2 separate regions of the Sus scrofa genome follow, and region 1 is linked to region 2. A link is a contact called in public HiChIP or PLAC-seq data. All regions are on one chromosome and are shown on one strand. The core of a region is the stretch at or near the end of the contact, and the rest is flanking DNA. Distances in the headings are between cores, read along the strand shown. Region 1 holds the start of NFATC2 (nuclear factor of activated T-cells 2). Region 2 overlaps NFATC2 (nuclear factor of activated T-cells 2).

The links. HiChIP or PLAC-seq counts read pairs in DNA pulled down with a chosen protein or histone mark.
Region 1: an H3K27ac HiChIP or PLAC-seq map of skeletal muscle shows a contact between it and region 2. The contact joins the promoter of NFATC2 here to the enhancer-like site in region 2. A contact is called at or near these places in 5 of 47 Hi-C or Micro-C datasets (embryonic fibroblasts, heart right ventricle, liver and 2 more) and 1 of 2 datasets of contacts at active chromatin or transcription factors (skeletal muscle).

Annotation. Positions count from the first base shown.
Region 1 is chr17:52,888,167-52,891,940 of Sscrofa11.1, forward strand. NFATC2 (nuclear factor of activated T-cells 2) reads right to left here and starts at 2,070. Exons shown (of 11, transcript NM_001113452.1): 1 at 1,710-2,070. The coding sequence starts at 1,839.
Region 2 is chr17:52,798,122-52,802,270 of Sscrofa11.1, forward strand. The region is part of intron 6 of NFATC2 (nuclear factor of activated T-cells 2); the gene reads right to left. Among named protein-coding and RNA genes, the nearest start is that of NFATC2, 90 kb to the right of the region's middle. Within about 2 kb of position 2,535, at least 35 of the 83 cell types and tissues checked have an H3K27ac peak or open chromatin away from gene starts, as enhancers often do. A contact at or near this core is called in skeletal muscle, where this site is marked.

The DNA of each region.
Region 1 (3,774 bases), core at 820-3,319, 90 kb after region 2:
CAAGTACATCCCATATACCAATGTAAGATGTTAATCCTAAGACACCTCTCGTACTATCTTTACAACTCTTTTGTAAATCAAAAACTGTTCCAAAAAATAAAGTTTATCAATAAGAAATAGACTCAGGGGCCTTCCCTGTGGTCACTTAGACACCCATCTGGCAGCCACCGAGCACCACTTGCCAAGAAAAACTATAAAAAGCACCTCCCATCAGATTTGGCTTGGAAACTATTTCCCCGGAAATCTCCCCTGCTGCAGGGAAGAAAAAAAAAAAAAAAAAAGTGCGTTGATTGTGAATCTGGGAGGGGTGTAAGTATTAGTTCCCTGCAAAATACGGCTTTAATCTTAAGGAACAGAAAGACCACTGATGCTAAAAGGATCGTTTGCAGATTCTTAATTGTATCTTTTCAAAGGAAAGGATGGCCTCCAGATTGCAACTCGAGAAGGCTGGTCTCTTTGGCTGGCTAATTATTTCCATCTCCAGCCAAAATACAGAATAAGGACTAATTACCAGCTTCACTTGGTATCTGAGTGAAGGGCATCCTCCAAAGTCAGAGCCAACCCCTCCCTCGAAGATCGCCAGGGAAGCCGTGGTGGAAGCGAAGTTAAAACTTCTCCGTCACCCGCCTAACACAGCATCTCTGGGAAACAGTAAGCCTGGGAGATTCCAGAAACGGCCGCCTACACACACCAGCCAGCACAATCCCTTCCTACTCTGTGGCCGCAGCCAAGCCCAAGTGCCTCTGGAAGGTACCAACAGGCCTGCCCCTGAGGCTCCAGTAAGCAATGGCTGGGCTAGGCTGTCACAATCAGGAAGCCTGGTTGGGGTTTTTTTTTTTTTTTTTCTTGTTTTGTTCCAAGACAACCTGCTACCCAGAAAAATACAGTGAGGTTGGTGTGCGACCTCCTCGTTTTGACCAAGGCTCCTGCGAAACACGTGAAATGCAGGCCCGGCCTGGGGAAATCCCCGCGCAGAGGGCACCAGGGGGCACAGACTGGCAGCCTGCTTAGACAGGAACAGCCTGCAGCTGCCCGCATCACAGGCCGGCTCCCCCCAGCCCCCACAGCCATCGTGACTCGTGCGGGTAAAGGGATCACTCAACAAAGCTCAGACTGAGCCGGTCGGGGGGATTTGCAAAGGCAGCAGAACCCGGGGAGGAAATGGGCCAGCCGCCTGACCTGAAGTCGAACCCCTCTCCCGCATCAGACACAGCCAGCCTCTTCCTAGTGTCAACACACAGTCCTCCACCACGCGCGGCTCACACCTCACACGCGGTGGTGCCCGAAGGTAGGAGGGCCGCTTCACACGCCCTCTTTTTGCACCGGCCCCTCCCCACGAACGCCATTCTTTAGCTTCCTCACCGCCTCCCTCCAAAGGCAAACTCACAGCTTTCGCTGCCCTCAGAGGACCCAGCAGCACGCAAGAGGCCAGCAGAGACCCCCGGCCACCCTCTGCTTTGCTACCACCGACCCTGAGGCAGAAGTAACTGGAAACTGACGCCCTACGGGCGGAATGAGCCTAGCGCCCCCTAAAGGTGGCTGCAGTCGCTGCCGCCTCGCGCCTTCCCTCCACCTGGCTGAAGAGGCAGCCCCTCTTCAGGTCCCCCAGGAAGTGTGGCATCTGGAGCAAAAGAGGGCCCTCTGCCCACTGCTCAGGCCCAAGCCCCAGCCCAGGCTCGAGGGCCAGGCCGGGGGGAGCCTCCACCGACCTTCGATAGGATTCAAATAGTCATAATCGAAGAGGATGGAGAAGTCGAACTCGTCTTGGGAACCGCCTCCAGGCTCGTGGCCCGGGGCGTCCCCGCCGTCGGGGTCCGGCTGCGGCTCCGGGGCGTCCATGGCGTGCAAAGCGGCGAGAGGGCGGCGGGCCGGGGGCGAGGGCAGACTCGGCTCTCTCCTGGGCCCCTCGCCGAGGGTGGCGACGGTGGCAGGAAGCGGGGCGGAGGGGCGGCTCGAGCGGCGGGGTCACTGTCCTCGTGGGGACGCACGCCGGGTCCGGGGATGGCGCGCCTGGCGCGGCGGGTCCTGGACGCGCCCCGGGGAGCAGAGCGGCGGCGCGAGCTTCCTGCTCCGGAGGCACCTGTTGCAGCCCGGGAGGGGGGGCGGGGACAGCGCGGCCGGGCCGGCGGGGGCGGGGCCGCCACCCGGGGACCAGCGGAGGGAGGGAGGGAGGAAGGGAGGGAGGGGAGGAGAGGCGCGCGGCCCCGGCGGCCTGGCGCCCGGGAGGAAGGAGGCCGCCCCCTGGGCCTGGCCGCACCGCCCGGGCACCGCGCGCAGCCAGCCGCCGCCAGGCGCTCGGGCGAGGCCGCCGCTCCCACTGTCCTCGCGTTGAGCGCTGCGCCCTTGCGGGACCCAGGCTCTAGAGGACAAAGCCGCCGCCACTTGTGTTGCCCTCCGTGACTGGCTGAGCTCAAGCTTTTTCCTCTTTTCCCTGAGGGGGAGGGGCTGCACCCACTCCCTTCTATCGCGGACCCGTGTCTCCAGGTGCCTCTGCGCGCCCACAGCTCTGGCATGATTTTCACCTGCATCAGTCACCTGTGTGCCCTGCGCTCAATTCCCCAAGGCCTGGCAAAGACCCACAGAGACGCTGAAAAGCGCGAGTCCCTCCCACCTTTACATCTATACTTCCTGGTCACTATCCTGTGCCAGGTGCCGGGGACCTAGCACGGGACTAGACACTTGCCCTGGGAAGCTCAGGTTCTGGTCGGGGAAGAAGGAATCAAGACCATCCCTGCAGAGTGTCAGGAGAAAACCCACCAGAGATACAGGGTAAAGGCTGGGGCCTGGGGAGGCTCTGGTCCCTTCCGTGGTCAGGTAGGGCCTCTCTGGGAAGGGGGCATTTGGACAACCCTGACTGACGGATGGGAAGATCTGGGGGAAGAATATTTGGGCAGCGGAAACCCAAAGAAAGCAAAAGCCAGGAGTTCATGTGTGGGAGCTGGAGCAAGGGGGGCAGTGCCGATGGAGAGGCGGCAGGTGGCAAGCATCCCCGGATGCTTGTTAAAAGGGCAGATTCCCAGAACCCTCACTGGAGCGCCTGAGTCCATAAGCCCGGAGTAGAGGCTCAGAAATGCGTATTTTTAAGCAAGCACCCAAGGGGAACATTATGAACAGGTACCCTTGGGGAAGGCTACCTAAGAACCCACTACTGCTCCCATGAAACACTTCCAGGGGGTCTCAGATCAAGTTAGCCAAAGTCAGGAAGCAGACTCACAGAGGTAGAAGGGAGACGAGAACAGGGGCCTTCAATGCTTACAGCACATTACGTTCACCTGGGACACTTTTTTGAACATCTGTGCCCAGGCTTCAATCCAAACCCTCTGAACAAGGACATCCTAAAGTGTATTTTTTTTTTTAATGACCTCGGATGAATCTAAAAGGCCACGAGTGTTGAAAATCACAGGCTCAGAAACGTAGGTGGGTGAGGTTCAGAGATTCCCTGAGAAGCACAGCTTGACCTCACATGGGGACTGGACTCCTTCCCCAAGTGCCAGCAGCATGGAGGACATGCACTCTTCAGGGAGAGGCATCTCTGGTCCATTAAGGGATTTGTGCGAAGCTATCAATCATCATTCGTCCCACAAATCTTGGCTGGGCACCTACGAGGCACCTGGCACTGCTACCAACCTTGGGGGTGTAGCCATTGGCAAAACATGGTCACTACCCTCATCCTACTTGTATCCTGTTAGCAAAGAGGCACAGCAATAAACAGGGTTTTCCAAATTGCACTTAGACCAGTGGGTCTTAACCCAAGCTACACCTAGACTCCCCTGG
Region 2 (4,149 bases), core at 1,285-3,784:
TCCTCCGTGAACTTAACGAGTGGAGCAGATGGGGGATCGGGAGGGGCCCCTTAGTTAGAATTTCAGCCCCCCCCCCCCCCGCCGCCGCCAAAGGGTACAACATTGGTCTTTACTGAAAGCTGGGGGGGAAACACCTCCATTCCCCAATCCCTCCCCCTCTCACCTGCCCACCCCTTCCTTGGAGGGCTCACCCACCCTATCCCCACATACACAACTGCAGCGGCTGCTCAGTCACCCCCCAGCTTCCACTTGTGCCCGCCTCCCCTCCCCCGCCACCACCATCCATTCTCCACCCAGATCGCCAGAGCACCTTCAAAATGTAAATGGGATCGTGGCACTCCCCTGTTTGAAAGCTTCCCACGGCTACTTGCTTTTGGAATGAAATCCGAACTCCTCCCCATGCCTATATGGCCCAGCCCCCTCCCCCCATGACTTCTCCAGGCTTGACGGGTATCACACTGTGCCCTGGCTCTCACCCTGCACCAGCTGCCTGCATCCACTTTCAGTTCCCCAAACACCCCCAGCTCTTCCCCACGCAGGGACCCTGGCACGGGGCAGTTCCTTCTGCCTGGGACAGTCTTCCCACCATCCACGTGGCTCCCTACTTCCCACCTTAAGGGCTCTGCTCAAAGCCACCTCCTCAGGGAAGTCCTCCCTGATTGCTCAGTCCATGGTTGCCAGATTTAATGAACTAAAACATAGACCATCCAGTTGAATCTGAATTTCAGAAAACAATGAATATCTTTTAACCTATCCGTATGTCCCAAACTCTGCTACTGCATGGGACACATCCATACTAAAGAAGTTAGTTGTCTGAGATTTGAATTTAACTCCACAGTTTCTATTTTTCTCCTGACCACCAGATCCTTCGTTCTTGCTCCTACGTCTGGTTTCCCTGCACTCTCCCCATCTCAAGGTGGCCTGCTTACAAACAAGTTTGAGACTGTCCAGCCCGAGGGCAGGGACCTCGTCTGTCACATGCCTCCCCCTGCCCCGCCAGCACTTGGCACAGCACGTGCACACAGTAGGTATTCAATGAATGTCTAGGGAGCACCTATGGAAGTCCTGGGGGCTGAGTGAGCAGAGCGAGGCCAAAAGAGCATGGACAGGTCATTTAATGTGGAGGCCGGACTTCAGCTCCTCTTGCATCCCATCCTAGAGGCGCCTCTTCTCAGCGATGCTCCACCCCAGCTCACAGAGCCAGTCCCTCTGGGAACGAGGAAGTGGGGGGTGTGGGACCCAGTCTTCCTCTGACGTGCTCTGTCGCCTCAAGCAAGTCAGCCAACCTCATTCTGCGAGCCAGCAAGTGGCCTCCCCATCTGTTAGTTGGGGGCAGGGGGTGGGCTGTCACTGAGGCGTGACAGCAGGAGTCTGATGGCTCCGGGGTGAGAGGAGGGGAGAAACTCCTGCCAGGAAGGGTTCTTCTCCCGGACAAGAAACCAACACAGGCCTGCCTTCCCTGCTTCCAGGGGACACGTGCAAGGTCAGCTGACTTTTCTGGGCACCTTCCATGGTCCGACCCTTTCAGATCTTTGATCTCCTTTTAGTGTTAAAATAACTACCGACTCCCTCTTAAAGATGGGGAAACTGAATCCCAAAGCACAAAATATGAGGCCTATCCAGGCTTCAAGCCCAGTCTGGATGATCCACAATCCAGCCTGCTTACGGCTTAGAGATCTACAATTTTTACTTTAAAAAAAAAAAAAAAAAAAAAAAAAAAAGGCGTTCAACCAAACATAAAGGAAAAAATAGCACAACAGGGTGTCAGACCGTTCATTAATAAAAGGTATTATGATTTTCTTGACCAGGGTGGAAATGCCCACCTGCTAATTGCAAATCACAGAACATCTGTTGGCGCCAAGAGCAATTTCTGATGGGGAAACACTACGACCCAAGTTAATTAGAAACCTCATTTCTCTGTGTCCTCTTTTGAAGGCATTTAAACAGCAGGATTCTTTCACTCCAAAGTCTGTTCTCTCATGCAAGAGGACTGAAATTTGGGCAACAATTCAGGCCTCTGAAAATAAGGCCATTTTCTCTGTCTCCAGTGGGGCTTCAGAGCAGCGAGCTAGCCTCTGCCTTTGGAGCAAAGCTTCACATCCCAGCCAGCTGCATCTAAGTGGTGGGCTCCAGCCCAGGGGACCGATGACACTGTGGACATGAGTCACCAAGGGCAAAGGTCTCCAGAGCCTTAGTCATGGTCAAGCCCAGCTTGGAGTCTGACCTTTCCCAGAGGGGAGTCCAAGGCAGAGAGGCTCCCAGACGAGGTCTATTGTTTCAGCAAACACCAGACCGCGTGGAACCAAAGCCGTGGAGAAAAACAGGTGGGAAGAGGAGGTGTTTTCTCGAAGACCGTTCCAGCGTTTCCAGGGTACTAATTCATGGAAAACTACTTAATTTAGCAAAAAATTTTTATTTTAAGCCTATGCATTTATATTTATTAAACAAAGCTCAAAATACAACCTTTGGGAACCTCCAAGTCATAAAATGACTCATATTCGGATGATGACTCAGTGGGAAAGAGGGAATTCCACCACCCACGCCTCCTTTCGAAAAAGTCAGTTTGCCCTCTCAACAGGTGATAGAAGCCTCTGCCATCAGACTGTTCCAAGAAAATCGTCCAACAAAACAAAACAAGTCCTCTTCAAACAATTTAAGTTTCAAAGCTGAGTAATCCAACACAGGCACGTTTCCAACCTACGCCCCCGCGGGACACAGAGAGCCAGGGAGCTCCTTGGCGGGGGCCGGGGGCCCTGAATTAAGAAAGATTTACCAGCTGAAAAATTCCAAAACCCTGTGTCATGTGGAGGAACCTTCCAAAACACTGGATCCCACCCAGGCGCGGCGAGTCGCTCAGAGCCATGGCAACCCCGTTTCCGCTGCCACATCACTTTTATTTTTGTGTCCTTAGATTTTTTCCTGTTTTGCAATGTTTTGCTGGGACCCCCGACTCCGCCTGAGGCCTGGGTGGCCGGGGGCCAGGGTTCCCAGCTGAAGTCAGGAACAGCCTGGACTTCCCGGCGTGAACTTCGCCTGGAAGGTTACACATTTTTTCAATTGCAGAGACTATAGAACGGCTTTTCAGCAATTGCTGAAAACAGTAAATAGGAAAGGTCCTGATCTGTTTGGTTCCTCTTCGTCCTCTTGAATGTGACTAGAGAGATTTCTGGGGGTGTTGGGGGGTGACAATAACAAATGCTGCTTGGGATTCCAGCTCTGTCACTAGCAGTGAGCTGACCTGGGGTCCATGGCTTGACCTCTGTGAGCCTCCGTTACCTTATCTATAAAATGGGGCTAAGGCTGCCAGCCTCTCAGGGCCCATGTGATTATCAAAGGAGATGACATGTTCATTCAACAATATGTATAAGCACCTATGAAGTGCCAGGGACTGTTCTAGATTCTGCAGATACCAGAGCAAACACCAAGTCTTCTTCCTCAAGGAACCCTAACCGGGGGGGGCAGGGGGGGGAAACAAGAAAACAAATGAGTGAACAAATAGACAAGGCAAATCCAATAGAGCTAAGTGCTACCAAGAAAAGAGGGCAGGACAATGGGACGGAACGGGACAGAGTGTGAGAGCTGATGGTCAAGGAGGAGCCTGTCAAGAAAATCCCCTGGGTGTGGAGAAGAGGGAACCCTCCTGCACTGTTGGTGGGAATGTCAGTTGGCACCACAACTATGGCAAACAGTATGACCGTTCCTCAGAAAACTAGAGAACTACCATGTGACCCAGCAATGCCACTCCTGGGCATATAGCCGGACAAAACTATAATTCAAAAAGACACATGCACCCACATGTTCACAGCAGCACTATTCGCAATAGCCAAGACATGGAAGCAACCCAAATGCCCACGGACAGATGAATGGATTATATATACAAGGGAATATTACCCAGCTGTAAAAAAGAATGAAACAATGCCATGTGCAGCAACTTGGATGCAACCAGAGATGCTCATGCTAAGTGAAGCAAAACCAAAAGAGAAAGATAAATACCATATGATATCACTTATATGTGGAATCTAAACTATGGCACAGATGAACCTAACTACAAAGCAGAAACAGACTCACAGACGTGGAGAACAGACTTGTGGTTGCCAAGGGGGAGGGGGGAGGGAGGGGGATGGCCAGGGAGTTTGGGGTTAGTAGATG